5 separate regions of the Mus musculus genome follow, and regions 2, 3, 4 and 5 are each linked to region 1. Evidence: chromatin contacts called from public HiCAR-type and promoter capture Hi-C data. All regions are on one chromosome and are shown on one strand. Each heading gives the region's core, a stretch centred on a gene start, on an enhancer-like site or on the middle of the called end of the contact. The rest is flanking DNA. Distances are from core to core; before and after follow the strand shown. Region 1 holds the start of Pcnx (pecanex homolog). Region 2 holds the start of Rad51b (RAD51 paralog B). Region 3 holds the start of Npc2 (NPC intracellular cholesterol transporter 2). Region 4 holds the start of Acot2 (acyl-CoA thioesterase 2). Region 5 holds the start of Riox1 (ribosomal oxygenase 1).

Region 1 (2,700 bases), core at 118-2,617:
ATCTCTGGAAGGCTTCTTAAAACTTTTTGGTTTTTCCCTAGTCTCTCACCCAGTTTCCCTAGAGAGATAATGTGAGAATTTCCTTTTCTAAGTCATTCTGAGGTGATGCCCCCATCACCTTTGAGAACAGCTGACTATATCCTTAAGCCTGAAGGTCCTGCCTGAGTTCTAACTCCTACCTGAGTGGATATGAAAGGCTCAGTCCATGCTGCTAGGATGAACGCTGACTTCTGAGCACTCCACAGCTTATTACTTATGAGAACCTGGGCAATCACTCTGAGTGGCAGAGCCCTCACTGGTAAAAATAAGGATAGCCCTGGCTGTGTTAAAGGAGCGTTGTGAAGGTTAAGTGGAGCAGGTGTGAGCATAACCAGCTATACAGTGGCATGATACCCAGAGGCACTGCGATGGGTTTTAACCACTTCTTAAAATGTCACCAACTGCTCTGTCTCACTTGCTTTCCTCATTAATTATAGCAACTTTAATCTGGGAAAACAGAGTACGTTTATTGCTACAATAAACTCAACCTTCAAACCCTTAAAAAAAAAAAGCCATCCAGTGAGATCAGACATACTTCAGAAACATTAGACTGGGCCAAGAATGATTCCCAGTTTTCACAGCTATAAAAAGAGAAGTACAAGACCCCATTCAAAGTTTGGGTGGAGTCAGGAATCTTTCAACTCTGCTGAGATTGGCCCATTGATAAAAATGGTTACTAGTTGCACCACATGAAAAAGAAAAGTTGTGGTGCAAGCATAACTTGGTCATGTCATACTTTTGTATCTCTTGCAGCTTGTATTAATTTACACCTATTTGGAAGCAGTAAAGCTTCTAGTTCTTGACGTCGTCGCCCTTTTTCTCACTCAAGCTGCTTCGGGTCCAAAAAAGGGTAACACAGTTCTTTTCAACTCTGCTTTAATTCTTCCAGTCCTGCAGTGTCAAACTCAGACAGTTTACCCCCAAATGTTTTTTACTTGTTTTGTCTTGGGCAATTGCCACAAACGGCAGCCCCTGCAAGGTCTACGAATTCTGGAAGTCTGGAAGTCCGCTCGACTTTAAAGAGCTTGCAGTGGTCGGTCATGCCCGGTGCAGTGCCATCCGGGTTGCAAACTCGGACCCGACCGGATCCCACCCCACCCCACCCCACCCGACCCCACCCCACCCCACCCGACCCCACCCCCATCCCCACCCCGGCCAGATGCTGCTTCTGCAGGCTTCTCCCAACAGGAGGCGCCCGTGCGACCCAGGCGCTGCGCGTACCCGTGGGGACCGCTCCGCGGGTGGAGGGAGCAGGAGGAGGAGCCGGAGGGGGCGCGGCTTCCTCCGCGTCCTGCCGGGCGCCCGCTCGCCTGCTCCGCCGGGCCGAGGCTGGCGGCCGGCGGGGGTCGCGGCGGCGGAGGCGGCGGCGGCGGCGGCAGCGCTGGCGGACTGGGCTCGGGCTCGGAGCTCGAAGACAAGATGGCGGCGGCGCTCAGGAGCCCGGCCTCCTCCTCCTCCTCGCCGCTCTCCGCCCTGCCGCTCGCCGCCTCCTCCTCCGCCGTCTCCTCCTCCTCCTCCTCGTGCAGCAGCACCAGCGAGCGCCGCGGCGCCGGGCCGCTCTCCCGGAGCTCGGGAGGGGGCTAGACCGGTCCGCGGGCGCGCAGGCGACGAGGCCGAAGCTGGGGCCGGGGCGGGGACGGCGGCGGCGGCGGCGGCGACGCCGGGTGGGGATGGGGTCGCAGACGCTGCAGATCCTCCGGCAGGGGGTGTGGGCCGCGCTCAGCGGCGGCTGGTACTACGACCCGCACCAGGCCACCTTCGTGAACGCGCTCCACCTCTACCTGTGGCTCTTTCTGCTCGGCCTGCCCTTCACGCTTTACATGGTGAGTGGGGGCGGGGACGGGGACCCGCAGCGGACGCTCGGCTGTGATCCTCGGGGGCCCGGGGGTCGCGCCCCTGTCCTCCCCGCGTCCCGCGGTCCCGGCGGCGGGCGGACGCTCCCCTCCCCCGCTGGCTCCGCTCCGGGCCCCGGGTTTCCCGTGTTTTCAGCACCTCCCTTCCCGCCGGTCCCCGGCCGGGTCCCGCTTTCCTAGCGCCTCTCGTGCGGGTCTGCGTAACTGGCGCCCCGAGGCCTTCCATCGGGGGTCCCCGGTCGTTCCCCGGGCCTCGGACTATCTACCTCCCGCTCCCCGGGGGCATCCCCGCCCGCACCTCGGCCCCCGGCTGTGTGCGGAGCCCGGGGGAGGCCGTGCGCGCTCCGGCAGAAACGGAGTCGCAGGGTGTCCCGGCTCGTACTCGCTTCCCGTGCTGGGGGAAACCCCCAGCGGGCTCGCGCCTCCGCAAACCGCTGATCGGTTGAGTGCGGGTTCCATTCGGTTCAGCCCCGCGGCGAGGGACCGCGGTGTTGTCAGGCTAGCGCTGCCGGCAGGGAGCGGGGAGATACGAGAGCCTGGCTGGCGTTTGTTTGCGTTGGTTCAAGGCCTTTGACTGGCTGGGAAAAGGAGAGTGCCGCCGCCTGTTGCTTGGTGCTCTCGGTCCAGTTTCTCTGAAGTGTTTTTGGTGTTCCCAGACGGTTTCCTTCTATAGCCAAGGCTGGCCTGAGAGTCACTGTGCAGTCCAGGCCTCAGGAGTGTTTTTAGAGGATGTTTTCCTGAAAGATGTTTGCACATTTCTTAAAAATAAAAAATAAAATAAAAGCACAATTTTAGGTGGCACATTTGA
Region 2 (2,700 bases), core at 46-2,545, 2.6 Mb before region 1:
TACATTTACTTCCGCATTCCCTCCTGAACATTTTGTCAGGCTACAAATCTCTAGGTTGGTGGATGCCTTGGTAAGGATGAAAACTCCCTTGGTTAGAGCCTTCTGTTAAGACAGAGGCTAAAGATTAGGGGATCAATCTGGGACTGAACTGTGGAGCCGGGAGGCTGGGGGACAGGGATGCTCCCCCTAGCGGGGTCGTGGACAGCACCCTCGCAATCTTCCCTGCGCCTTACACTCACCTGCTCCGGGAGTCGAATGCATTTTCCCGTCCAGAGCAGCCATGTTTGATCCCGGTCAGGTGACAAGTCCCATTGCGAAGAGTGGTGGAACGGGCGGCGATGACGAAAGAGAGCGCCACTCTTATTGGCTCAGGAGAAGCAAGATGCAAATCAAGTGCCGTGTTTGTTTGAATCACGTGATGCCACCTGATTGCTACGGGGACTCTAAGGAAGAGTTAGATCCGCTAGCTACAGGACTGAGGACTCTCCCTAATTATGATTGCTCCTTCTCGCAACATCCACAGTTATTCATTTCGGGGGAGCTGGGGCCAGGAATATCTGTGTTCCACGCTCCGTACCCGCCACTGTTTTGTTTTGTTTTTGATGTCAACATTTTCTCCGTGCCAACCAGTGATAGATGATAGGTTAGCCACAGGAATTCTGGATCTTCCTGTATCATTATTCTATCTAATTCTATCGTGTGTATATCATATATAATTATATATCCATCGAAAGACTGAGGTCGGTACAAAGGAGTTGCAAACGAAAACAAAGAGTGAGCAAAGGCTTTTCACAAATCATGTAATCAAGTCAGTTCTTAAGTTTATTAGTTTTTCTTAACGCAGCTGTTTTAAATACGAAACCTACTTGACTTCTTTTATTTTTTCAACTAAACTGAGTGGTTCTTTTTCAATGTATTTTAGTTTGAGACGCTTTAGTTAGTATTTCCCGGACATTTTCACCATCTAAATGTGTTGAACAGTGCAAAGGAAACACAAAACTCTCATCCCAAAACGGGAATAGGGCATATTGCCCACCCTTTTTCCAACCCCTCAGCCCCCCAAAAGAACCTTCTCTGGCCCAGGAAATAACTTTAAAATGCGATTCACTGAGGAAAAGAATTTCCAGTCAGGGTTTTCCCTCCTCTACATTCGTCTTGAAAGGTTCCGCTCCTCGATTTAAGCAATCACTACAAAGGAAAAATTTAATTAGATTAACCTTCGAGACTGAACTACAATTCCCAAAATACAGCTGGGCTAACCCGAGATTTTCCTGCTTCTGATTGGATAAGTCGCCAGAGTACCAACCAACCAGAGCCCCAGATGTTGCTGCTCGCACTTTTCGCGGGTAATTGTGTGAGGGTGGGGGAAACTTTGAAAGTTCCACGCTGCTGACCTGGTACTGGAGTTTTCTGAGGGGGCAGTTGTGGGGAGGAAGGTGTGTTCATTATCTTGTGCTCCCTCTTGGAGCCTGTGGCTGTTGATACCGGGGTCGCGGAGAGTCCTGCGTGTTGAGCACGTACTCTGTAACGGGGCTCGTCCCTGGAACCCGGACGGGGTCCTGGAGCTTCCGACTTCCTCTAGGGAGGCGAGTGATGCTTGTAAGGTGCTCTGTTTTATTAGGAAGTTTTGCGTCAGGTTTTCTAACTCTTGATACTTCTTCCTCCGCTCTTGGGCAAATTAGGCATCCGGGCAAGTTTAGGGACTGTCAAACTTGTGGTGTTAAGAGCGCGGAATCTGGAGTCAGATCTCTGGATTCGAATGTTGGCTCGATCCCTTGGCTAGTTCGTGTGTTTATTAAAAACATCCGAAGCATTTAAAACTAGTGTCTGGCGCATAATAATGGCCCAATAAATAAATTAACCCCTCAGCCTCCTCAAAATAGCTGGGTTTTGTTGCTTCACTATTTTTATTGAGCGCCTAACAGAAATTCAGTCTGAGATGCTGTCTCCTCTGTCTCGTACGCGCTTACGCACACATCAGGAAGAAAGAAAAGCATACACTATAATAACGCACAGATCAGATTAAGGAAGAAATAAGTGCAAAGTGTGGAGATAGCACTCGAGAGGAAGTGACTGGTTGGCGAAGGGTTTGTGTGGAGAAATATGTGTTTGAGTAACCTAACCTAACGTTGTGGATAGTCACGTTAGAAGAATCACATGTCTATAATGAGTGCCTACCTTGAGCGTTATGCACCAGCTCTGGAGTAGAAATTAGAATCACCGTTGTTTTACACATGAGGACAACTTTGCTCGAAAGACAAGAGCTAAGTAAGAGATGCCCTTTTCAAGTTGAAAAAAAATATGATTGATCATAAAAGTTTGGAAGTTGTCATATGATGGTCCCATGAAGCATTTTAAGCAATGAAACTAACTTTTAAGGGAACTACTTTTAGTAGGATTGTGACATGCAACCTAATTTTTTTCAGACCAATTCGAGACTTCTCCCTGTCTATCTCAGTAGCACGTGCACATAGCAACTACAATACCTGTCACATAAATGTAGTTACTTGAATATATGTCTCTTCATTCTTCAATTGTAAGTATGCAAAAGGGAGGACATAAGCTTAGCATAGCATGTGCTTAATATTGGTGAAAGAAACAAATGAATAGAGAATGTTATATTTGGAGAGTTTATATTATATTTGGGAGAGTAGGGAAAAAACTTGAAGCCATAAGCAGAATCGAGGGCAAGTAGTGAGA
Region 3 (2,722 bases), core at 102-2,601, 2.9 Mb after region 1:
TAAGCAGGTATAACCTGATGTGGGAATTGAACTCTAACCCTCCGGAATAGTAGTTCCCCTTAACCACTAAGCCATCTCTCCAGTCCTAATAACTCTTTAACTTACTGCTTCATTATGGTCTGTTTCCCCCTGCTCAAATATTTTACAAAATCAGTTTGTCTTTCGACCATCACTGCTGCCTTTTCCACCCCGGGCCCCTGCACTGCTCCCACAACTAAGTGTACAGGCTTGACTGGACAAACTCAGAATTTCTACCCTCTATTATATTTTCCAATAAAGAGTCCAGGGGCAGCGTTGGGAGGGAGGCATCACATGATGTCACTAGAAATACGAATTTTATAGGAGACAAGGATCAAGAATCATGAAATTCATTAGAACAATGGAAACCCTACTTTGTAAATGAATGTTATGAGAAGGAGAACTAGCTTTTGTCTCGTTAGTGGGGGTGGGGTGGGGAGGGGAGGTGGATGGTACTTCTAAGACCAGAGCAGGATTGACAGGGATTTGGAAGGCCAAACTGGGCTACAGAGTGAGGCTGCCTCAGCCCGCTCCCAACCAAACTTCAAACGAACAAAGGGAGAAAGGCCAGTGACGATACAAGGCATAAATCAAAATAAGTCCCGTGCCTATTCCTTCAATCCGTGTTGGATGCAGACCTGCTGTCTATCCTATTGTTTTATTTTTTGCTTTTATTTGTTTACTTTTTTCAGACAGGGTTCAATAAATCCAGGCTAGTCTTAAATTCGCAATCCTCCTCCGTCCATTGAAATCTCAAAGCCCTTGAGCGCTGCAATATATGCCCGCTTGATGTTCACCCAAGAAACTTTAGTGAACTTCAGCACACGGTTCGCCTTGTGAGTGTTTTAGATTATCCCAAAACACGAAATGCAAGGAGAAACAAAGTTGTGCGGAGGGGTTAAGTTTCATCAAGACTAGTACCTTCGGTCCCAACCTAGTCAATTCCACGTTCCAGCAACCCGCCCAATCCACCCCCGGGGGTCTCCTCGAGTGGGCTCAGGGCTCACCGCAGTCCTTGAAGTGCAGGGGCTCCGCCTGGCTGGCAGCGACCAGCGCCAGCAGCAGGATCGTGGCGGCCAGAAAACGCATCGTGGATATGAAAGCTCTGCAATCTAGGAAGGAAAAGCAGCCCGAGCAGTCACAAGATAAACTTGTCCCGGACCGAGGGTGGAGCCAGATCAGGCCACTTGTGAGCAGTAACCAGCGAAGGCCCGCCCGCGCCCCGCCCTGGGCTCCGGGGCCGCCTGGCCTGCAGCTCGCCCTTTATCTCCGCCCATCTCTTCCGCTTCCAGGCAGGGCCTACGGAGAACTCGCTCTTTGCGTTCGCCCCGCTCTATTGGTACCGACCCACTTCGGCAAGTGGAAGCGTTCTCTGTCAATCAAAGCCCTCTTATCTCGCTATACCCAATAGGCACGCTTGGGGGCGGAGGCTCGATGCAGCCCCGCCCCCTTCTCCCCTCCTCCGGAAGCCCAGGCTAGGCGGGGATTTGGACCATGCTAGGGGCGGAGCTTGCGGAGTAAGATGGCGGCCTCCAGGGCCTTGTCCCTAACTGCCGAGGCGGTCAGGGCTGTCATTCCTAGGCGCTCGGGAAGGTATCGAGGGTGGAACGTCACTTAGGAAGGGTGTTGGGTTCTGCGTCTTCAGGATAGATGGGAGGCTAAATCTCACGCGGGGTGGGGTGTGGGGTGAAGGCTTGGCAGTTCAGAAGAAAGTGTCCCCAGATTTGGGTACGAGGTGTCCATAGAGGGTCATCTGGTGCCATTTCCCGGGTTCGTCTCCCTTCTTTACATCGCAGGCTCCTCGCCGTCTTTCCCAGGCTTTTGACCCGCTGGGAAACAACATCTTCCATTCCAGAGGCTGGCGAGGGACAGATCCGCCTCACAGACAGCTGCGTCCAGGTAGGAGGTCGGACGCGGGGCGGCGGTGCCCAGGAGGGCTCTAGAAGACTTCCTAGTCACCCGTCCCGTTATCTCCGCTTGCTTGGCATTCTTGATCCTCTTTCCTGAATTTCAGAGGCTTCTGGAAATCACCGAAGGGTCAGAATTCCTCAGGCTGCAAGTAGAGGGAGGTGGATGCTCCGGATTCCAATACAAATTTTCACTGGATACAGTTATTAACCCCGACGACAGGCAAGGAGGACGGATGGGTCGCTAGAGGCTGTATCAGAGGATAAAAGTGGCCCCAATTTATTCCAAACTTCCAAGCGTCTAAGTCTGCTTAACACTACCACCCTCTCCGTTCTGTGAGGATACAGCAAAGATTTGTCCTCTTGTTTAAAAATAAGGAAGAACATTGACTTAGCGTCCGTTAGGTAGTCAAGTTGAGAAAGGCTGAACTAGGGCTGGAGAGATGGCTCAGCGGTTAAGAGCACTGGCTGCTCTTTCACAGGACCTAAGTTCAGTTTCCAGCAACCACATAGTGGCTCACAACTATCTGTAGTGAGATTTGATGCCTTCTTCTGGTGTGTCTGGGGAGAGCAACGGTATACTCACATAAAATAAATGAATAAATAAGTGTTTAAAATATATATATACACCAAGGTTCCACCCTAAGAAAAAGGCTGGACTAGTTTCAGTCCGAGCCCTTAAATAATCCTTCTGTTTTTTTTTACGTTGAATCTTTCTGCTTCAGTCCGTTCCGTCCCAGCTAGAAGTCCTAAGCAGTGTTCCATGCATTGGAGAACAAGATGTACACCTCTGGGCT
Region 4 (2,737 bases), core at 20-2,519, 2.1 Mb after region 1:
GGGCAAGATCTTCAAGGTAGATACCCTAGCCTGCTTTTTCTATAAGTGTGATAAAACTCCGACCAAAAACAGCTAGCGGAGGAAAAGGTGTATTTGGCATTCATTTCCTGAGGAAAGTCAAACAGCAACTCAAGCAGGGGGCGTGAACCACAGGGGAGCAATGACTTGTTTCCCTACACACACACACACACACACACACACACACACACCGTTTGTATGTCTCTGATCCCTAGAGTTGAACTTGCAGAATGCTGTGAGCTCCCTTATGGCTGAGGGAAATGAGTTCAAGTCCTTCGGAAGAACAGCCTGTACTTTTAACCTCTGAGCTAATTCTCCAGGCCCCATCCCCACCCCCAGCTTTCTAATAAAATCTAGCTGACCTGCCCAGCGTGGAACCTCCCGCAGTGGGCTAGGTCCTCCCACACAAACCATCAGTGACACATAGGCCAATATGATACAGGCATTGCCCCAAGTGAGGATCCCTGCCTATTCCAAGGTGTTTCTAGTTTGGGTCAAGTAAACAAAATCTAACACAGTTGTCTTCTTAGGAACAGAGACAAATACAACTTATATAGTCTCAGGTTTCTGTAATAATAAAGATGTGCAATAATCCTTGTAAGGTTTAAGGCCTTGGAAGAAAAAAAAATCACTGATTGGAAGCAATAGCTTATATAACACTTGGGAAATGTGTAAAATCCGGGATGAGTAGGAAAAAGTGTTTGCCTAGAGGGTCAAAAGACGAGCTCAATGTAAACTATGACATCATTTGACTATTTTTACACGAGTGTGGAATGTAGGTAAAGGGTCACACAGCCCATGAGACATTAAGGCCATTGGACATGGACATTAATGTGTAGACTAAGCACGCGCAAACAGCACACAAACAAAATATCATGATGCACGTTTTTGAAAGAACAGTCCTAAGATTAGTAACGAGTGTCTATTACTCTAGGACGTGATGAAACTCAATTGCAATCTCACATTCTTGACTCTGCAACCTTAGGAATTTGGCGACTGGAGGTTTCATTGGGTGAGAGGCTTTTAAGAGCGAGCCCTGGTCCAGCCCACTTTTCATGGGGTAAAGAGCACCTGAAAAACAGTGCTAGGTTCCGGATATAACGGAGTCTTAACGCACAGACGCCTTAGTCAAAGCGTCACTACTACTTTTGCTTTTGTTGCTTGCTTTGCTCTGTGATCCTCCCAGCTCAGCAAGCACACAGCTCAGTCTAAGGACTGCAGGCAGGCAGCTGGCCACTAGAGGATCTCTTAACTTTCTCTGCGGAACCGAGGGCTGAAGTCAACGACGCAAAATGGTGGCCTCGTCTTTCGCTGTCCTGAGAGCAAGCAGGTTGTGCCAACAGGATTGGAAGAGCTGGGCGCGGCTGTTTGTACCTCCGCCGCTCAGCACTGGTGGCCGGACCACTTGGGCGCGGACAAATGCGACGCTGAGCGTAGAGCCCGAGGGCCGCAGCTGCTGGGACGAGCCGCTGAGCATCGCCGTGCGCGGCCTGGCCCCCGAGCAGCCCGTCACGCTGCGCTCTGCCTTGCGCGACGAGAAGGGCGCGCTCTTCCGAGCCCACGCGCGCTACCGCGCCGACGCTGGCGGCGAGCTGAACCTGGCGCGCGCGCCCGCGCTGGGCGGCAGCTTCTCGGGGCTCGAGCCCATGGGGCTGCTCTGGGCCATGGAGCCCGAACGGCCTCTCTGGCGCCTGATCAAGCGCGACGTGCAGACGCCCTTCTTGGTGGAGCTGGAGGTGCTGGACGGACACGAGCCCGATGGCGGGCAGCGGCTGGCGCAGGCGGTGCACGAGCGTCACTTCTTGGCTCCCGGGGTGCGGCGCGTGCCCGTACGAGAGGGCCGGGTGCGCGCCACGCTCTTCCTGCCCCCAGGTGAGCAGCCCTCCACATTTCCCTTTGCTCAAAGTTCCCTGTGGGTGTTTGTTTGTTTGTTTGCTTTTGGTTTTTTTTGAGACAGGGTTTCTTGTATAGCCCTGGCTGTCCTGGAACTCACTCTAGACCAGGCTGGCCTCGAACTCAGAAGTGAAGAAAAGGGTAGCTCCAAATGATCTAGGACTTGGTGGGAAGGAGATAGGACTGGACTGGACTGGACTGGACCGGAAGAAGCCTGTTATAGTGATGCTGTTTGCCTGAAGCTGGTCCTTCAATTCCGCTGCTAAATTAAAAGGGCATCATAAGACAAGGGGAGAGGCTCCTAATAATAAAGTCCGCAGTGTTACACCCACATCCCCTAATGTTCTTTTAGAATGTCTTCTGTCTTTTCTTGTGGCAGTGTGGGAACTCAAACTTGGCAAGCACTCTTCTACGAAGTTTCCAATATTTTTAATTTTTCTTGGTTTTTAGCTGCATATGGAGGTTCCAGCAAAGGAGGCAGGAGAATCAACAGAACTCTCAGGCAGTGATGGGGGAAAGAACTCTCAGGAGAAGCCATTAGTATTCTGACATTGAGACAAGCTTCATACACTTGGGCTAGAGGGTGTGGCTCCGTTGGTAGAGTGCTTGCTTGGAGTAGTACTGGGTGCTATCCCCAGCACAGGGTAAACCTGGCAAGAAGGCACAGCACTGCAATCCCAGCACCCACAGGTCGAGGTGGGAGAACCAGAAGCTCTCGTTCATTGTTGGCTACAGAGCCTTACTGGGTTATACCGGTATATTAGATGGTCTTGCCTCAAAATAACAACAACAAAAATGGCTAAGTAAGCAAAATCAACAAAATATT
Region 5 (2,700 bases), core at 28-2,527, 2.1 Mb after region 1:
ATCAGGAAGATTCTGTCGGGAAGGTGCTAGATTAGCATAAAGGATTAAAATAGAGTAACCTGCTCAGTTGTTGTGCCCTTAAAGCTTTTTGAGTAAATATACTAGTCCAGTCTCAATTCTTTGGGAGTTAGCTGGGTTAAGAGGAAAACTGCAACACACTATGTAAAATAACACTAACACCTGTCAAGTTGACAATCGGTGTTAACCATCACAGGTTCCAATCAATTCATTTAAGCTACCTAACTCCCTGAGAAAGTATTGCCATCCTGCCCAATCAAGACCTATGTTCTGCCAGGCATGGTGGTACATACATATGTAAAATACACACACACACACACACACACACACACACACACACACACACACACACACACTCACAAGAATGCTTGCAGAAGCGGTGTCTGCGGGGGGCTAGAGATGATGGTTCAGTGGTTAAAGAGTGTTTACGACTCTATCCAAGGATCAGAGAGAGATTTCCACAAACTACTGTACTAAGAGATTTCTCTGGCCTCCTTGAGACATACACGTACGCATGCACAAACTTTTTAAAAAGTCAGAAGCTTGAAGAAGAGGAGGAGGAGGAGAAACAGCCTATTGCAATGTCATATTGAGAGGCAAGCCCAGGAGTTTGAGGTTAGAAAGGACTATGTAGCAATACACTGACAAAGTGGAGAAGTCCCTAACTTCCTTTTCAGAGGAAGAATATTAATTACAAGCGGCTCACCCTGTAACCTCAGCCTTCCCCGTGCATGAACCACCATACCTGGCAAGGCTTTGTAACTGAGGAGAGAGAGGAAAAAGAAGAGGAGAGGCTTAACAATGAAGTTTTCTGCAGTGAAGAGAGCCAGTAAGAGCTGTGCTTCATACAGAATATCAAACTTTGCCTTCATTCCATTCTACCAGGAAACTGCCTAGGAACAAAAATGCCTACCACAAAAATGAGAAAGCGGACTAAAACAGGAAGCCAGGCTCAGCGCTGCACACCTTTAATCCCAGCAATCGCGAGGCAGAGACAGAAATCTCTGTGAGTTCAAAGCCAACTTGGCTCACCTAATAAGTTCTAGGACTATATAGCTACGGCTTCTGTAGAAAGATTCTGTCCCAGAAAAGCAAAAAAGAGGAATGAAGTTGTTTTCTTTTGAAATGCCTCGTGCCTTCTTTTCTTACACGGAGTCTTTATCTGGTAGAGAATTTTGCCTTGCCAGTGCATACTACCGCGGTTTTAAAAGGTGACAAACCGGGCTAGCTGTAGGACCCAGGAAGACGGTAGGCTTGGCCTACCCAGGGAATGCCGAAGGACTCGCCCCCTTCCCAGAAAGCACCACGGCCGCGGAAGCGTGGGACCCGCCGGCCGCCCCGCTATGGACGAGCTACCGAATGGCAACGGTGCGGCGCTGCTGAAGCGCGGGCGGGGGAGGCGCCGGCGGCACCCGCAGTCGCAGCCCCGCGGCGCGTCGGTCTTGGCCCTGCCCTTGCGGCCCCGGAAGATCCGAAGGCACCGGAAAAGTGCGGCGGCGTCCCGCGTGGCCGCGCTGAGAGCTCGCGCGCTCCGGAGCGAGGACTCGGACTCGAAAGTGGCGGTGGCCTCGGTTCGGGGCAAGCGGAAGAGGCCGGCAGAGCTGCTGGAGGCCTCGCGGTCGGCGGAGCCGCGGCCGGTGTCAGCGCGCCCGAGGTCGGCTTCGGCGACGCTGCCGAGCCGCGTGGAGGGATGGGCTGCGCTCTCCCGGAACCTGGGGACGGCCGCTCCGCCGCCGCCGGGCTCGCACGCGGATGAGCCGGGGCGACCCCGGGCTTCGCCGCTGCAGCAGGTACTGACGGAGCTGAACGGCATCCCCAGCAGCCGGAGGCGCGCCGCCCGCCTCTTCGAGTGGCTCCTGGCGCCCCTGCCTCCGGACCACTTCTACCGGCGGCTGTGGGAGCGGGAGGCGGTGCTGGTGCGGCGGCAGGACCGCAGCTACTACGAGGGTCTCTTCTCCACCGCCGACCTGGACTCGATGCTGCGCTACGAGGACGTGCAATTCGGGCAGCATCTGGACGCCGCGCGCTACGTCGATGGACGGCGGGAGACCTTGAACCCGCCGGGCCGCGCGCTTCCCGCCGCCGCGTGGTCCTTGTACCGAGCCGGCTGCTCCTTGCGCCTCCTGTGCCCGCAAGCCTTCTCGCCCACCGTGTGGCAGTTTCTGGCCGTGCTCCAGGAGCAGTTTGGCAGCATGGCGGGCTCCAACGTCTACCTCACGCCCCCGGACTCGCAGGGCTTTGCTCCTCACTACGATGACATCGAGGCTTTCGTGTTGCAGCTGGAAGGTCGGAAACTCTGGCGCGTCTACCGACCGCGGGACCCGAGTGAGGAGTTGGCCCTGACATCTAGTCCCAACTTCAGCCAGGAGGACCTTGGTGAGCCTGTGCTGCAAACGGTACTGGAACCTGGAGACCTGCTCTATTTTCCTCGGGGCTTCATTCACCAAGCTGAATGTCAGGATGGAGTCCACTCCCTACACCTCACCTTGTCCACCTACCAGCGCAATACATGGGGTGACTTCCTGGAGGCTGTACTGCCTCTGGCAGTGCAAGCGGCCATAGAGGAGAACGTGGAGTTCCGCAGAGGCTTGCCCCGAGACTTCATGGATTACATGGGGGCCCAGCATTCCGACTCTAAGGATCCTAGAAGGACAGCTTTCATGGAAAAGGTGCGGGTCTTGG

What was found. Promoter capture Hi-C pulls out the DNA fragments that hold promoters and counts their contacts. HiCAR-type assays count read pairs that join an accessible place to other places.
Region 2: a promoter capture Hi-C map of pre-B cells shows a contact between it and region 1, with 2.8 times the contacts expected there. The contact joins the promoter of Rad51b here to the promoter of Pcnx in region 1. A contact is called at or near these places in 2 of 39 promoter capture datasets (neutrophils and pre-B cells).
Region 3: a HiCAR-type map of astrocytes shows a contact between it and region 1, with 4 times the contacts expected there. The contact joins the promoter of Npc2 here to the promoter of Pcnx in region 1. A contact is called at or near these places in 1 of 39 promoter capture datasets (liver) and 1 of 115 datasets of contacts at active chromatin or transcription factors (astrocytes).
Region 4: a promoter capture Hi-C map of pre-B cells shows a contact between it and region 1, with 4 times the contacts expected there. The contact joins the promoter of Acot2 here to the promoter of Pcnx in region 1.
Region 5: a contact with region 1 is called in a promoter capture Hi-C map of liver, with 4 times the contacts expected there. The contact joins the promoter of Riox1 here to the promoter of Pcnx in region 1.

The regions. Positions count from the first base shown.
Region 1 is chr12:81,858,663-81,861,362 of GRCm38.p6, forward strand. Pcnx (pecanex homolog) reads left to right here and starts at 1,368. Exons shown (of 36, transcript NM_018814.3): 1 at 1,368-1,862. The coding sequence starts at 1,710.
Region 2 is chr12:79,295,987-79,298,686 of GRCm38.p6, forward strand. It overlaps Rad51b (RAD51 paralog B), which reads left to right and starts at 1,296. Exons shown (of 11, transcript NM_009014.3): 1 at 1,296-1,346. It overlaps Zfyve26 (zinc finger, FYVE domain containing 26), which reads right to left and starts at 296. Exons shown (of 42, transcript NM_001008550.1): 1 at 240-296.
Region 3 is chr12:84,771,761-84,774,482 of GRCm38.p6, forward strand. Npc2 (NPC intracellular cholesterol transporter 2) reads right to left here and starts at 1,352. Exons shown (of 4, transcript NM_023409.4): 1 at 1,026-1,352. The coding sequence starts at 1,107. Isca2 (iron-sulfur cluster assembly 2) reads left to right here and starts at 1,510. Exons shown (of 4, transcript NM_028863.1): 1 at 1,510-1,611; 2 at 1,815-1,917; 3 at 2,033-2,148. The coding sequence starts at 1,541.
Region 4 is chr12:83,986,592-83,989,328 of GRCm38.p6, forward strand. It overlaps Acot2 (acyl-CoA thioesterase 2), which reads left to right and starts at 1,270. Exons shown (of 3, transcript NM_134188.3): 1 at 1,270-1,890. The coding sequence starts at 1,311.
Region 5 is chr12:83,949,331-83,952,030 of GRCm38.p6, forward strand. It overlaps Riox1 (ribosomal oxygenase 1), which reads left to right and starts at 1,278. Exons shown (of 1, transcript NM_023633.3): 1 at 1,278-2,700. The coding sequence starts at 1,362. The region is part of intron 16 of Heatr4 (HEAT repeat containing 4); the gene reads right to left.